Linked DNA regions of Mus musculus: regions 2 and 3 are each linked to region 1. Evidence: chromatin contacts called from public Hi-C data. All regions are on one chromosome and are shown on one strand. Each heading gives the region's core, a stretch centred on a gene start, on an enhancer-like site or on the middle of the called end of the contact. The rest is flanking DNA. Distances are from core to core; before and after follow the strand shown. Region 1 overlaps Arhgef28 (Rho guanine nucleotide exchange factor (GEF) 28). Region 2 has its middle 25 kb from the start of Lncenc1. Region 3 has its middle 12 kb from the start of Gm33390.

Evidence for each region. Hi-C and Micro-C count contacts between places; a contact is called where the count stands out from the background.
Region 2: a Hi-C map of the N1E-115 cell line shows a contact between it and region 1, with 9 times the contacts expected there. The contact joins two enhancer-like sites. A contact is called at or near these places in 1 of 15 datasets of contacts at CTCF or cohesin (stem cell-derived epiblast-like cells), 15 of 484 Hi-C or Micro-C datasets (the 3T3-L1 cell line, the N1E-115 cell line, cerebellar granule neurons and 11 more) and 3 of 115 datasets of contacts at active chromatin or transcription factors (the NIH/3T3 cell line, embryonic basal ganglia and pancreatic cancer cells).
Region 3: a Hi-C map of the N1E-115 cell line shows a contact between it and region 1, with 7 times the contacts expected there. The contact joins two enhancer-like sites. A contact is called at or near these places in 7 of 484 Hi-C or Micro-C datasets (the N1E-115 cell line, bone marrow-derived macrophages, cranial neural crest and 3 more), 2 of 115 datasets of contacts at active chromatin or transcription factors (embryonic basal ganglia and large pre-B cells) and 1 of 9 other capture datasets (embryonic stem cells).

Annotation. Positions count from the first base shown.
Region 1 is chr13:97,934,420-97,939,063 of GRCm38.p6, reverse strand. Arhgef28 (Rho guanine nucleotide exchange factor (GEF) 28) reads left to right here. Exons shown (of 36, transcript NM_012026.2): 32 at 2,203-2,241; 33 at 2,342-2,389. Among named protein-coding and RNA genes, the nearest start is that of Gm34388, 43 kb to the right of the region's middle. Within about 2 kb of position 1,328, at least 10 of the 459 cell types and tissues checked have an H3K27ac peak or open chromatin away from gene starts, as enhancers often do. A contact at or near this core is called in the N1E-115 cell line, where this site is marked.
Region 2 is chr13:97,407,309-97,412,096 of GRCm38.p6, reverse strand. No RefSeq gene overlaps it. Among named protein-coding and RNA genes, the nearest start is that of Lncenc1, 25 kb to the left of the region's middle. Within about 2 kb of position 1,751, at least 18 of the 459 cell types and tissues checked have an H3K27ac peak or open chromatin away from gene starts, as enhancers often do. A contact at or near this core is called in the N1E-115 cell line, where this site is marked.
Region 3 is chr13:97,308,943-97,313,493 of GRCm38.p6, reverse strand. No RefSeq gene overlaps it. Among named protein-coding and RNA genes, the nearest start is that of Gm33390, 12 kb to the right of the region's middle. Within about 2 kb of position 2,828, at least 52 of the 459 cell types and tissues checked have an H3K27ac peak or open chromatin away from gene starts, as enhancers often do. A contact at or near this core is called in the N1E-115 cell line, where this site is marked.

The DNA of each region.
Region 1 (4,644 bases), core at 79-2,578:
CTGAACTGATTTCCACTTTGGGACGTCTTGCTTCTGTTCTCTACTGTGATCCTCTGCTCTTCACCTGTATCCCACCTTCCTCTCGCAGACTTGGAATCCACGTAACCACCCTTTGCCCGTGCTACGATGTTCTCTGATTCCTAATATATGTAGGCTGGACCTCTCTGTGTAGAAATTATATGCATACAGCTTCCTATTAGCTTGACGTGTGTGATTTCATAAGAGGGGAGGAAGAGCTCGGTGCTCCTGGGAGGTGGGGAGTCAGGTCAAGGGTTTTTACTTTGTCTAGCATTGATTTAGCTCCATTACCAAGTATTAATGCGCACCAGTGTGGGACTACGACATGTTACAGATGCAACATCTTACTGTTACATGTTTTCCAGATACGTGGCATAGGACAGAACCAGTCTGGCTCTCAGAACTTCACAGAAAAGTCAGCTCTGACTTAGTATTCATTTGCAAAGCTCAGAGGCCCAAGTTAATTTATGAATACAGAATTTTACTCTACTTACTCTGATTGTAAGCTTTGAGCTAGTTTGCCTTAGCTTGTCTGCGCTTCTCCGTGTGATCTTCACTTTGAAGCGTGAAGCCAGTAGCTTACAATCGCTCCTAGGTTGTTTGGGAAGAAAGATAATTGGTCGATGCAGCCTAGTTCTGCACAGAAAATGGCTTGACTCTGACTCCTGACTCAGTTACAGGTGGAGAAGTGAGTTCAGGTTTTAACCTCTGGAAACTCTGACACTTGATGGGGCCTTTTGAGAATGGAAATAAACAGATAAAGCAAGTATATAGTGATGTCTTGGCGTCAGCGTCCTTTAAAAGATTAGATTAAAACAAAATTCTGAAAGAATTAAAAACAATACCCAAGGGTAGAAATTCTCCTCGCATGGATCAACTGTAGTTATACAGTACCACCACCAGGTGGCGCATGAAGTCCATTAAAAAGACAATGTACACTTTCTTCTGTCTTCCCAAACCCAGAGGTTCGAGCAGTAACCAAATGTCGCACAATCCAACCCATTTCTACATGTTTGCTTCTTGGTAGAATATAAAATTTGGAAATATCATGGTTTTTTGTTTTTGTTTTTTGTTTTTCCACTAAAGCAGTGGATGGGCCAAGAAGGGCTCATAGGAAACGCAAGAACTTAACCACCAAACCAGAGTATATTCCGTACATTTGGGCAGAGTTCTAAAGTACCGACATGCTTCTCTCTATTCTACCTTTGTCCCTTCCCTGTTAATGGACTGATTAGCAACAAAGTCTGTAGTGACAGTATGAAGGCAAAGGAAATGGGGCTCGCTCACCAGCAGCTTAAGCTCCCAGCCTCCTTGAAGCAACATGGTTGACTTTGTTTAGGGCTGAACATGACGTGTGCTCAGACAGAAGCAAGCATCATCCAGGAGGCTGTAGGCTCTTAGAGGCTAGGGAAATGAATGGTTTCCTAGTTCACAAAATGTGGAGTTTGTAGCATTCATGGCTACTTATTAAAGAGAATGCGAGCAAGTGTAACTTATACTCATTTATTTGTTGAGTGTCCCTTACAATGTGAAACACCAGCCTTAGGTTTGCAGATATAATATTCAATACATAAATTGGTTTACTAATGGGAGAAGCCATACGGCACATAAACAAATGCTTAATGCAATTTTGGGAACTAGAGCTCTCCGCATGTACATATTCCCCGATGTTCCCTGGTGTGAAAGAGACAAAGTCTGAGGCCCCATCCATCCCCAAGGACAAGATGGCCAGCATCCTCTGGCTTCACTCATGGGTTTGGAGCTGGCTGGTGATGAATTGAGGTGGGATCTGGAGACACCAACTAAGCGCTTCCCTTGGGCCGTCTCTCTCTAACCACCGGCTACTTGGGTATCATGATTCTCCAACGTTGATATCGGGGAGCTAGAGTCCCTGTGCTGTCCTGTAGCCCCCAGAGAGCCAGGTGCAACAACCTCCCCTGGCGTTTCTTTACCATCATCTATGCCATGGTAAGGGATGGTTGGGTAAGAGTTGTCACACACCTCTGAGTTTGAACGAGTGAGACCTGTATTGTCAAATGGCTGCTTAATTCTCCAGCCTGGGAGGAGATGGTTACTGTAGCCGAGGTGATGGAGTTGAGACAGGGAAGCCCATAGATCAGGAATACTTGATAGCTTCCAAACGTCGGGTGGCTGTTCATTTTCTCGTGTTTTTATGTGTTTTAGGTGGAATATAGAAGTTTCTCCGGTTCTTCACAGTCAGAGGTGAGCTACGCATGCTTTAAACATATAGCATCCTTTCTCAAGTCGTGGCTAAGGAAGTTTTTCAAGAACTTGACACATGTAATCTTTCTTATACCCCCAGATTATACAAGCAATACAGAATTTAACGCGTCTCCTCTACAGCCTTCAGGTAACGACTCTCCTGTAATTTCAACCTTGTGAACGTTTCTTTTAACGTGCACTGATGATTTCCAGACCTCAGAAATTAGAACATTTGAAAGGCCGTAAGCCATCCAACAAGAGTGCCAACCCCCCAGGTGTCACTCGGCCAGATGAGCTGAGTTCACCTGGTTTTGTCATCACGAGGCAGTAAGGCACTACCACGTTTTACCCGATTCTTCTCAGAAACCATAAAACTGTTCGTGTCTCTCAATAATAGCAATGAATCTGCTTGGGTCTGACCCAGTGAACCACTTAGGTGAGTGCAACATGACTTCACGTCTTCTGATGAAAACTAAAATTCTCACCTACATGTGTGTCACCTCCACATCTGGCCTTAGGCCTTTGGGAAGAGCCGGCTAAATAATTTGCATGCTCCTCTGTGTTTTTGGTTTGCTCATCACTCAAAAGCAAATGGGCCACCGAGCCTCCTACTAATGGCCTTTTAAGGAAGGCGTAGAAATCATTCTAGCGGTGTGAATTGGAAGACTGTGCAATCCACCCCTCAGATGACTCCCACTAAAGAAGCTACCAGTGCACCCAGTGTGCTTTGTGTGGTGCTTAGAAATGTTTAATGCTATCAAGACAATACAGTGTAGACATTTTTGAGAATAGAGAGAATTGCTGTTATCATGATCTTTTTTTTAAATTAGATATTTTCTTCATTTATATTTCAAATGCTATCCCAGAAGTCCCCTATACCCCCCCTCCTCCCCTACCCACCCACTCCCACTTCTTGGCCCTGGCATTCCCCTGTACTGGGGCATATAACGTTTGCAAGACCAAGGGGCCTCTCTTCCCAATGATGGCCGACTAGGCCATCTTCTGCTACATATGCAGCTAGAGACACGAGCTCTGGGGGTACTGGTTAGTTCATATTGTTGTTCCACCTATAGGGTTGCAGACCCCTTCAGCTCCTTGGGTACTTTCTCTAGCTCCTCCACTGGGGGCCCTGTGTTCCATCCAATAGATGACTGTGAGCATCCACTTCTGTATTTGCCTGGCACTGGCATAGCCTCACATGAGACAACTATATCAGGGTCCTTTCAGCAAAATCTTGCTGGCAGTCTTTTTTTTTTTTTTTTAAAGCAAACAAACAGTTAATAAGACATTGGTCACCATGTTGTGTGTATCCCTTCAGAGTTTAGCCTGTTCCATGTCACACGTTGGCAACATACATCTTCCCATGGCATCAATTATATACAGCACGAATATTAATGCATGTATAGTATTCAGGTCTATAGAATTCAGTCCCAGTTATTTGTATTGTGTTATCGATAGCACAAAACTTCAACATTCTTAAAGTAAGTACTTTTAACCATAGCTGAATGTTTCCATGGGCTAAAATTACTGTAGTTGCCTTTTTGTGATTTTAAACTAAACTGCCAAAATTAATCAGTCATCTCTTTTTCTTTTCCCTCCCTGCCCCTCCTCAATTTAAAAGTGGAGCAAGCTCTCAGATTACGTTAATTTGTACTTTTCTTATTACCAGGACCAAGCATGGCCTCTCAGTTTCCCACTAGCCTTTTATAGCTCATAGTTTATACCTGAGGACTGTTAGAGGAAAATTAAGTCTAAATTTGGAGCAGAAAACAAAGTCATGGCTGCATTAGATGGTTTCTTATGTATATTTTGACAATGAGAAACTTTCTCTTAAGCACTATTGATGCCATGCCCATTCTTGCTCCAGCCCCAGTGCCATTCCTCGGTTATGAAATCTTTGGATTACAATGGAGTATTCTGCAACACTAGTTCCCTCTTAGTATTTTCCTACATAATTTGCAAATGTTATAAGGTTTATAGGTCACTCTGTCCAGTGTCCTGCCAAGCCCACTCAATTAAAATGGCATTGTATTCATGAATTAAGCGGACGAGAACTTGGGCTTCTTCTCCGAGCAGGTCTGTCTGGGGATCGGCTCAGTTCTCTCTCACTTTAGGTTACACTGGAAGCTTTATAATTGTCTTCATACAGGTACTCTACAAGTTAAAAAACATATTTCTATGCTTATCCTGTTGTGGTTGTGAATAAAAGATATTGGGGTTTTTTTGGCATTTTTTACTTTCAGTCAACCCAACTTCAGTTTTTGTTTTAATAAAATTTCCCATAGATTCTATGAAATGTTTCACATAGAAATTTTGAAAAAAAGAGTACTGTGACTATTTCTCAATAATTATATCAATTGAATTTTCTTGGGTTATTGCTTTGGGTAGATATAGGGTTATTTA
Region 2 (4,788 bases), core at 502-3,001, 530 kb after region 1:
ATTAATTTTATTTGTTTCCTTTGATGAAGCCAAATTAACTTAAACCAACTGTTAGAAGAACTGCTGGTTATTAACACTACTGTCACATAGTCTAAAATATTCACCCTAGAGGCTTCTTATTTAAAAATTCCAAAGTGCCTTTAATAATTAAAAATCACCTAATGACTGCATTCATTAGGATTACATCCCGGTAGGTTCTAAAACATAAGAGAAATTTTTGAACAGAAAAATTGCTACCCAGTTCCTCTCCTCTCTTCCATTTTCTCAAGGAAGAAGGGAGCATTTCAAAGTCATGGATTCCAACTGGACAGCAAAAAAATTTATGAAAATAGGCTAGGGATGCTCTCAAGGACAGCTTCCATAAGCTCTAGAAAGTAGCATTTCCCCAGAACTACAGAAGCCGAGAGCTGCCATCTCAGGAGAAGGAGCACTAAGACTTTGGCCAGGTTACGTTCCATGGCCATTGCTGATAGCACACTATTTCCGAGTGTGATGTGATCCTGTTTCTGGCTGACATTAGCAGTTAAATCTGTACATGGTGGAAAGACAGCTGCTGTCACTAATGTCAAGGAGTGTCATCTAATTTGTGGAGGCAAATTTGCCTCCATTGTGACATCTACCTTCTCTGCCCCCGACACCAGAACTCTTATTTTTAGGTCTTTGGACTTAAACCAGCAGTGGCACCAGCAGCTCCCTGGTCCTCAAGCATTCAGGCTTGTTCTAGACCTACAACAGCCGCTCCAGGCTTGTTCTAGACCTACAACAGCCGCTCCTTCAGCTCTCCAACCTCCAGACAGCAGAGCCTCGAAGCCTCCACCAGCTAATCCCTCATAAGAAATTTATTATTATACCTTTCTGGTCCCTACTCCTTCTGTGTCTCTAAATTAGTCCAACCTAGCCCTCTAATCCAATGACTTATGTGAGTCACGTTCAGGCAGCAATCACCCTGCTAACACCCTTAACAGGCGGATTGTGTGTGGACACATACACATGCTTTTCATTATATCCTCTTTCGTACCCTCATTTCCCTTATAAAAACTCTTGGCCCCCAAGTCACATTGGACAACGTGTGCACATAACAGCTGTCAATCACACACAGAGGGATTAGCTGGTGTGCGCAATATGTTGCAATAGCATGTCATCTGGAAACAAGGTACCACTTAAGAAGTAAAGGACCCTGCTTGGGCAAAGGGAATCTTTTTACCTCTCAGTAGCTTTGTGACCCCGGCTGGAATTCACCACTCCTAGCCTCTGTTTTCTCATCTATAAACAAGCAGATGCAGCACACAAGCTCGGTAAGTTCCCCTGCAGCCTTAACAGTCAAGCTCTATACAAGTACAAATGACTTCATAACCACCACCAACAAAAACTAAGCATGTGTGCCCCAGCCGGAGGGTTAGCAGAATCTGTGGCCGACTGTAGCCAAACTTAGACTTTAATGTGGGGTTCCTTTTACAGTTGGTTTTGGAATATAATCAAAACCCAAAAGGAAGTGAGATTCCAATCCCTAAGTAGGTCCAGCCATCATTTTTTTTTTAAAGTACAAAAGATAAATTTGCAAGCCTCAAGGGTAGAGGGAGATATGATGGCTGTACCAGCAAAAAGGCTACATGGGACTGGTTAAAGAGGCAAAACCCTAATGCCAGGCTCTGAGATGCCAGCCAATTACACAGCCAGACCTCCGGGGGACATCCAGACCAAGCTCCAGCTTCCTCGTGGACACTAGTGGCTGCCATGCTACATAGAGCCATTCAGAGCCAGGGCACACAGGCCCTGGGCTACGCAGCCTCTGCCTTATGCTATAAAAAGCAAGCTGGCCCCAGACCAACCAGAAGCATCAGCATTTATCAGAGCATTGATGGGCTTTCAGACGCAGAAAAGTCTTGTTCTCTGAATGGGGGCCAGGAGGATCAGGTCTTTAAACAATATGGCACAGCTTGAGGACCTGCCTGGGGTGTCTGGGAGTTAAAATAATCAAAACCAATGGTAATAATGCGCCCAGGAAGCAGCTCTACAATGCAGATCCCCCACTCAGTAGTTAGCCCACTAATGACATTAGCTGGTATGAAATACAAATAGGAGAAAAACAATCTAAGCCAATTATACTGATTATGCCGCTGACATCAAAAGGTACAGCAGATGAAGCTGAATTTCCATATATTAATATTTAAGCCAGTATCCACTGCAAAGTAACACACATAATGAAGGCCCACTAGATTTCAGTACACACTGCTAAAAATCTCTAATCAAGCAAAAAAAAACAATTTTCTAAATGATAATTAGCAGTAATCATGTTCTTTAAGTGCAGAGTATTATAAAGTACAAACTGATTTTTTTTTTTAATGTGAATAGCAAAATTCCTTGTACTGGCAGTAGCATGACAGATGTAAGGGCAGAGGCTCCCAGCTCTGATTTAAGTGCCTCTCCAGTCACGAGAACAGTTGCATCTGTGATTGGGATGATCAAAAAGTGCATTGCCGATTATCAAAGACAGTCTTGACTAGGTGGAGTGCTCTACTTGAGGCAGAGGAGGGAGGAGTCAAGAGAAGGAGGAGGCAATAGAAGTAGAAGGAGGGCTTAACCCCTTACTTCCTAAGGTATTTTGCTGAAACAAAGTACAGGTCTAGCCAAGCCTTGAGCTGGCGTTGTTTTTTATCGCTCGGTGGGTATAGCAGCTGTGCAAATGCCGTCCACATGGGGCAAGACGAAATTCCTGCCAAGTGAGCGAGGAGAAATGTGAGCTCCATTTGCTTTACTGCCCATGCTCCTGTGAGGAGTTGCATAAAGGGAGAAAGTAGCTAATTAAAGCAACAATATAGACCCCACTCCGGGCGAGTATGCACCCATTCACATGATGTTTGAGACTCCTGGTACTGAGATACTGGGTAAGAACAAAGCCAGGCGTGTACACGCCACGAAATCACGGACGCCACTGTAATTGTCTTGTGCTGTCCACAGATGTGCTCATCAGCTGTTCCCCCATCGTGACCAACGCCTTGGTGATCAGCTTCCGAAGAGAAGAGGCCTCTTTTGGCTCTCAGTTTCTGAGGTTTCAGCCCGAGAGCCACTTGGAGATATGGCTTTTAAGCCTTGGTAATGAGGCAGCATGTGGGAGAGTGGAACAAAAGAGCTTCAACGTCCAGAAGGAGAGAGGACGAGGCAGGAGCTCTACCAAGGCCTCTGAGGACCAATGACCTGAAGCGCTCCTGCTAGGCTCCGCCTCCTAAGGTTCTATCACCTCCCAGTAGTCCCATGCTGCCCTCAGACAAAGCATGGACCTTTGAGGACATTTCAGACCTAAATGCTGTCAGCACAGAGCTCATTATGTCTTTTAATTCTTTGAAATGTGAAGAAAAAAATGCTTCTACTGTCTGGGAGGAAGGATGGTACAGAATAAGTGAGTGACGTTCTTAGAATCCTGTGGCCAACCCCAAAGTGGATATACAAGAGCAAAGTGATTCCTGTCGCAGTGATGGTGTGACATTTCAGATAAGCTAGAAGTGGCACGCAGCCAAGGCTTGAGCGCCCTGGCAGAGAAGCAGTTCCTGTGTAATTCTCAGTGTTTCGATCTGAATTATCATCACACCAGCAAAGTGCCCTTAATAACCTGTGAGAATACAGCTGTGTCTCATGGTTGGTTGCACCATCACCACCAACGTCCTTTTAAAAACTCGAAATTCAATTAATCTAAAAGCTTTAGATACGATAAGGTTTGGATTCATTCATACAATACCAAGCATCGAATCGACTCTTTGTCCTTCAGCAGTCCTGGGAATCTGGCAGAAATCTTAAGAAAAACCCTAGTGCCTAAAACCTGCAAGACTAGAAACTCACCATCACTAAATCTAAAGTACGTAGCTACAAATGGGTCAAATGTATGTTCTATGTATTTTATCACAATAAAACATGGAGACATAATTTGCAAAAAGTTATACTTCAGGCTGAAAATGTTAATGATAGTAATAACAGTAGTTAAAAGAAGTAACTACAACATAGAATGTAGAAAGTGTTTCAGAGTTTTATCAATTTTTTTAATATTGTTTACTTTGGGGGGGGGCACACAAGTGCCATGGTGCAGACGTGGAGGTCAGAGGACAACTTGCAATAATCCATTCTCTACTTCCACCATAAGGGACAAAAATCGAACTCTGGTTGCTAGGTTTGGCAGCAAACACAGCCAGCATCTTTACCCTCACTGGCCCACAATGCACCTTTACCCTGATTGGCCCACAAAAGGGAATTTCAAATAGCATTTTGCTCTTGGATTTTCTTTCCCTTTATTTTCTTTTCTAAATGAGCCAATAAAGCCAGTTGTTGATGGCACAGTTAAAACTCCCTTTCACACAGCTACTATGTTGCTAGCAGCTCCTTCTAACCTGTGGGACGCTGAGTCTTTTAGCATTGCAAATTGCTTTGCTTGCTACCTAGTTTTCACCAGTCCTTAGCTGATGTCCTGCTGTCTGCCTCTAGCAGACACTGAGAAAGAGCAAGAAGCAGGAGCAACAAATGACTTTATAGAGTTCAGGGAGAAGCAGCTGCTTTAGATGAGAGGAATCTTCCCGACATTGGGATTGGGAGGTAAAATTGCAAGGGAACTGTGGGCTAAAACGAGAATTCAAAACGAGGTACTAATAACAACCTGTCTAGTCTATGGAAATCTGGTATTCTATACAGATTTACTCTCAATCTGAATATTTTTTAAGCATTAGCTTAAAAATGAAAATGGACCAAAGGTCTTCAAAAGCCTTATTTTGCACAAAATTGCTCAGAATAACAATTCGCAAAAGA
Region 3 (4,551 bases), core at 1,579-4,078, 630 kb after region 1:
TCATAACGTTGTGTTCAATATCCTGTCATGGGGCACACAACGGAAGTGTGAGCCAAGCTTCGGGAAGCAGAGATAACTGTGAGATTACAAAGGTTATAGCGATCAGTTTGCTTTTCAGCCATCCAAGCTGTGATCTGACAGACGTCTTGGCTGAGGGAGCTCCTCAAACGGTAAGAAGGCATTCTGTAGCAAGTTCTTGCTGATGCTGAAGGGACACACACAGAAGCTTTTCCACCTCATCGCCCCTTTCCCTCACCCCAAAGAACAGAGCTGTGAGGGCCCGTTGCACACTTACACAGGGCAGCAGACAAGAAAGTTGGAATAGAGCCAACCCTGGTGAGGCATGCCTACAATCCCAGCGCTCAGGTTAAGGCAGGATTGCCTGAGTGAGAAGCCACTCTTGGCCACAAAGGAAGACCTCATCTAAAAAAAAAAAAAAAATGATGCAATGGGCATATTGTTGCTATTGCATCTAAACATTTTAACGTCTTCTGTGGTTGTTACAATCACCCTGCAGAATAAGCTGGCAAGTGACATCACTACCATCACAGGAACGCAGCAAGAGGAGGTACCAAGTCCACATTTAAGGCCGTATAGCTAAACACTGTCAGAGTCAAGGCTAGAATCCAGGTATTGGCTGACTCCCAGGCTAGGCACTGGGAATTGCTTAAGTAAAAGATCAGTTTCCTAATTAGAAAAGACTACTTAATTTTCTTATTTAGACAAATCTTACAGAAACCACTCCCTGCTTACTGTGGGCCTTCAGACTCACTTAGGGGCGGACAGACCAATCGTCCCACTGTGGGCTGAGCGCTCAGGGATTTTCGATTAGTCTTATTCTGCATGCCGGTATTTCTGGCAAGCCGCTGTCACACATGCCACTGTCATGCCGTGTTGCCATGCAGATCATGTCAGATGGAAACACGTGGGGAGTCAGAAGGACACCAGAGAATGGGCACTGTCTGCTCTCTGGTTTAAAACCCATGTATTGCCCATAAGATCCTGGGACCAAAATCCCAGTAAGATTACTCAGTCTATAAAGTGCTTGCCACCCAAGTGGGAGGACCTGAGTCTCAACCTCAGGAGCCACATAAAAAGCCAGGGGTATCAGTGCATGCTTTGGACCCCAGCACTGGAAACAGAGCCAGCTTGGCCTACCTGAGGAGCTCCGGGCCACTGAGTGACTTTCTCAGAAAACCAAGTCAGATGCTCCTGAGGAATGATGCTCGAGGCTGACCTCTGACCTCCTGTGGTTCCCCCATAGACTCATATGTTTGAATGCTTGGCCCACAAGGAAAGGCACTATTAGGAGGTGTGGCCTTGTTGGATGAAGTGTGTCACTGTGGGAGTGGTCCTGGCTGCCTATTAAAAATAATCTCCTTCTGCTGCCTGCAAATCAAGATGTAGAACTCTCAGCTCCTCTAGCACCATGTCTGCCTGGATGCTGTCATGCTTCCGCCAGGATGATAACGGACTGAACCTCTAACCTGTAAGCCAGCCCCAATTAAATGTTGTCCTTTATAAGAGTGGCCTTGGTCATGTTGTCCCTTCACAGCAATGAAACCTAAGGCACCTCCATATGCATGCAGAGAGGGGGGGAGGGGGATGGGGGAGAGGGGGAGAGAGGGAGGGGGAGAGGGGGAGGGGGGAGAGGGGGAGGGGGAGAGGGGGAGGGGGAAAGGGGGAGGGGGAGAGGGAGGCTTCAGTTAGCCTCTGGGTAATTAGTAACTTATTTGATTGATTAGTCTTTCAGACTTTCCCACCAAGATAATCATCTGCATGCCTATTGGTGATCCTTTTTCAAGTCTCCCAGACACTGGAAGTGAGAGCTTCCTGTCCTGAGAGAAAGCTTGTCTAGTGACATCACCCTGCATCCTATTCAGCTGCCTCTCCTTCTCAAGAGAAACGACTCCCACAGATGACTCGAGGCTGTTATTTCGGGATCAATGACCTGAAGATCTGGGAGTAAAACTCCCCTACAGGATTTGATTCAGGAGGCCTTGCAGCTTCCCAGGCATCTGAAAGCCACCGCATTTAGGTTTTCATGGCCCACTAGAGCCAGTGAAAAAAGGTCAGAAATAAAGGCTTATTGGCCCAGGAGAGCCTCTTGGGAGAAGAAGAACCACCCCCCTGCAGCCCTTGGGTCCCTCCAACCCAGGGGTCATGAGGGAGCTTACAGGTCACTGATTCCAGAGAAAATAAAAGTGGGGATGGCTAGAAAATACTCTGCATTTTATTGGAGTTTTATTGAGGCAAGCTTCTAAGCATTCTCACTGTCAGAAAGAACATACAATTTGTATCCATTCATCTTGGATTTTATATCCTAAATTTATATTCCTTTAATGATGCCTATCCTGAAACCTTTGAGGGCCCCCCACAGTTCAGTTTCTTCCTGGTCTCCAAGTAAGAAAACACTGTGTGTCTAGCTATTCCACTGGTGGTGGAGGTGGGGGGCACTTTACCCCAGTGACTTTTAACCAGAAAACACAGTGAACATAAAACCCTCTTTAGCTTTGATGAAGACAGAATGCCAGTCATCTGAGACTGTGTTTGACAGAGTAGACAGACAAGAGGAAGCGAACTAGGAAACTGGACCATGAAATTAGAGAAAAAGGGTGGCGTGGGGGGCGGGGAGTTCACAGATCAGAAAGCCAACAGTCACTAAAATTAACCTAACTGTCTCCAGATTCAACACTGGACACCCTTCAGGGAAGATTAGCCGAGCGGAAGGGGCAGTCACATATTTCTTAGGCATGTTAAGAGGCCGACACAGGGTAATCAGGAGGCCTTCCTTGGGAGCCTGCCACCTGCAAATATAGCCTGTTCTTGGCAGTTCATTACACCCAGCCTGCCACAGGAACACACAGAATCACATACCGCTTGGGGTTTGACACTGGTTGGACTTGTTTTTCTGGTCCCCTGAGGCACAAAAAAAAAAAAAAAAAAAAAAAAGCAATAGCCAAGAGTAATCACACATTTTAAAATGTCCTTTCCCCTCCTAAACTTCTTCCCCGAGTCTCAGTGCAATACCTGAGCTTGTATTCGGCATGGAAAGGACATTGGACACAGCTCAGCAGTCAGCCCTTCACCATGGAACAAAGGGGCCATTGGTCATGGACAGGTGACCACCAATGGCTGACCTGGGCCCAGAGAACTACTGTGCACAAGCCTCGGAGGTGCCATTGAGTGGGAATGAGTCCAGGCTCAGACCTGAATCACGGGGACTCCTTTGGGCATCTTGGTCTGCTATGCTCCAGCCTAGCTTCCCTTGGCTTTTGATGGTTTCTGTTCAAGTTCTACTTGTCCAGATTAAAGGTTCTTCCCTGGTCCACTAGAACTACTGAAGGGGACGAAGTCAACATTGCTTTAAAGATACAAAAGTCATGAAGGTCCAATCTCCACAGCTGCTTCTTAAAGTGAAAAGAAGACATAGGTCAGCAGTGAGTGTTCATGTCATCCCTTTCTCCTACAGGAGACAAAGACGTGGGATTTTAGGTAGACAGGGTGACACATAGCTGCCACTTGAGCTTTGTGGGGGGGGTGAAACAAGAGAGTCACTGTTCAAGGCCAGTCTGGCCCCAGAACTAGACACATCTCTTTAAAAGAAAAAAAAATCTGTAAGTGGTCTCTGCTCAGGGTCTCTGACCCTGTATGATTCACACTGAAAGGGACAGGAAACAAGGAGTAGAGAGGGCTGGAGCACCTGGCCTGGATGGGGCAGAGCTTGCCTGTTAGGGCTTGAGACTGTCTATTGACTAGGATTTGAGAGGAGCAACGGAAGGAGGCAGCTCTTTACTGCAGAGAGCACTCTAAGAACATCTCAAATAGGAAGACGGGATTTCAAACATAAATTTAGAGCACGCTTCCTTTTCTCTTCATGTTGTTTGTCTAGACATTAGCTTCAAAGCAAGCACCAGGTGTTGTGGCTTGCATCTATGTCTTCAGCACTCCTGAGACTGAGACAGGAGAAGTGCCAAGTGTTTGAAGCCAGCCTGGGTAGGCTACATAAGTGAGTTCCAGGTCAGCCTGAACTAAAGGAAGAATATCAAATAAAAGAAAGCATTGAAGCCAGGTTTGGAACTATTATTACACTGATAGAAGCATTCAATCAACCTTTGAGGATCCAAATGCTACATGGGGGTTTTGTTCCATCCCAACACCTCCTGACAGGAAAATACAGTCATTGATTGTTTCCAGTATCAAAAAATTCTAGTCTAGGTATGGGGAGATGGCTCTGTGGGGAAAGTGTTTGCCCTACCAGCATGAAAACCTGAGTTTGTCCCTGTCAAAAGCCAGGCCTTGTAGCTCGCCTTTGTGGTCTAGGCCCTGAGAAGGTAGAGACAAGTGGACCTTGGGCTCTCAGTCAACCCAGACTAATCAGTGTAAGCCTAGCCAGTGAGAGACTGGATCGTTAACTTCTTTATTCCTGGGATAAAACACCATGACCAAGGCAACTTACAGAAGGAAAAACGGACTTAAGCTTTTGGCTCCAGAGGGATAAGAGTCCATCACCAGCTTAGAGAAGTAGAGCAGCAGAAAGACACGGAGACC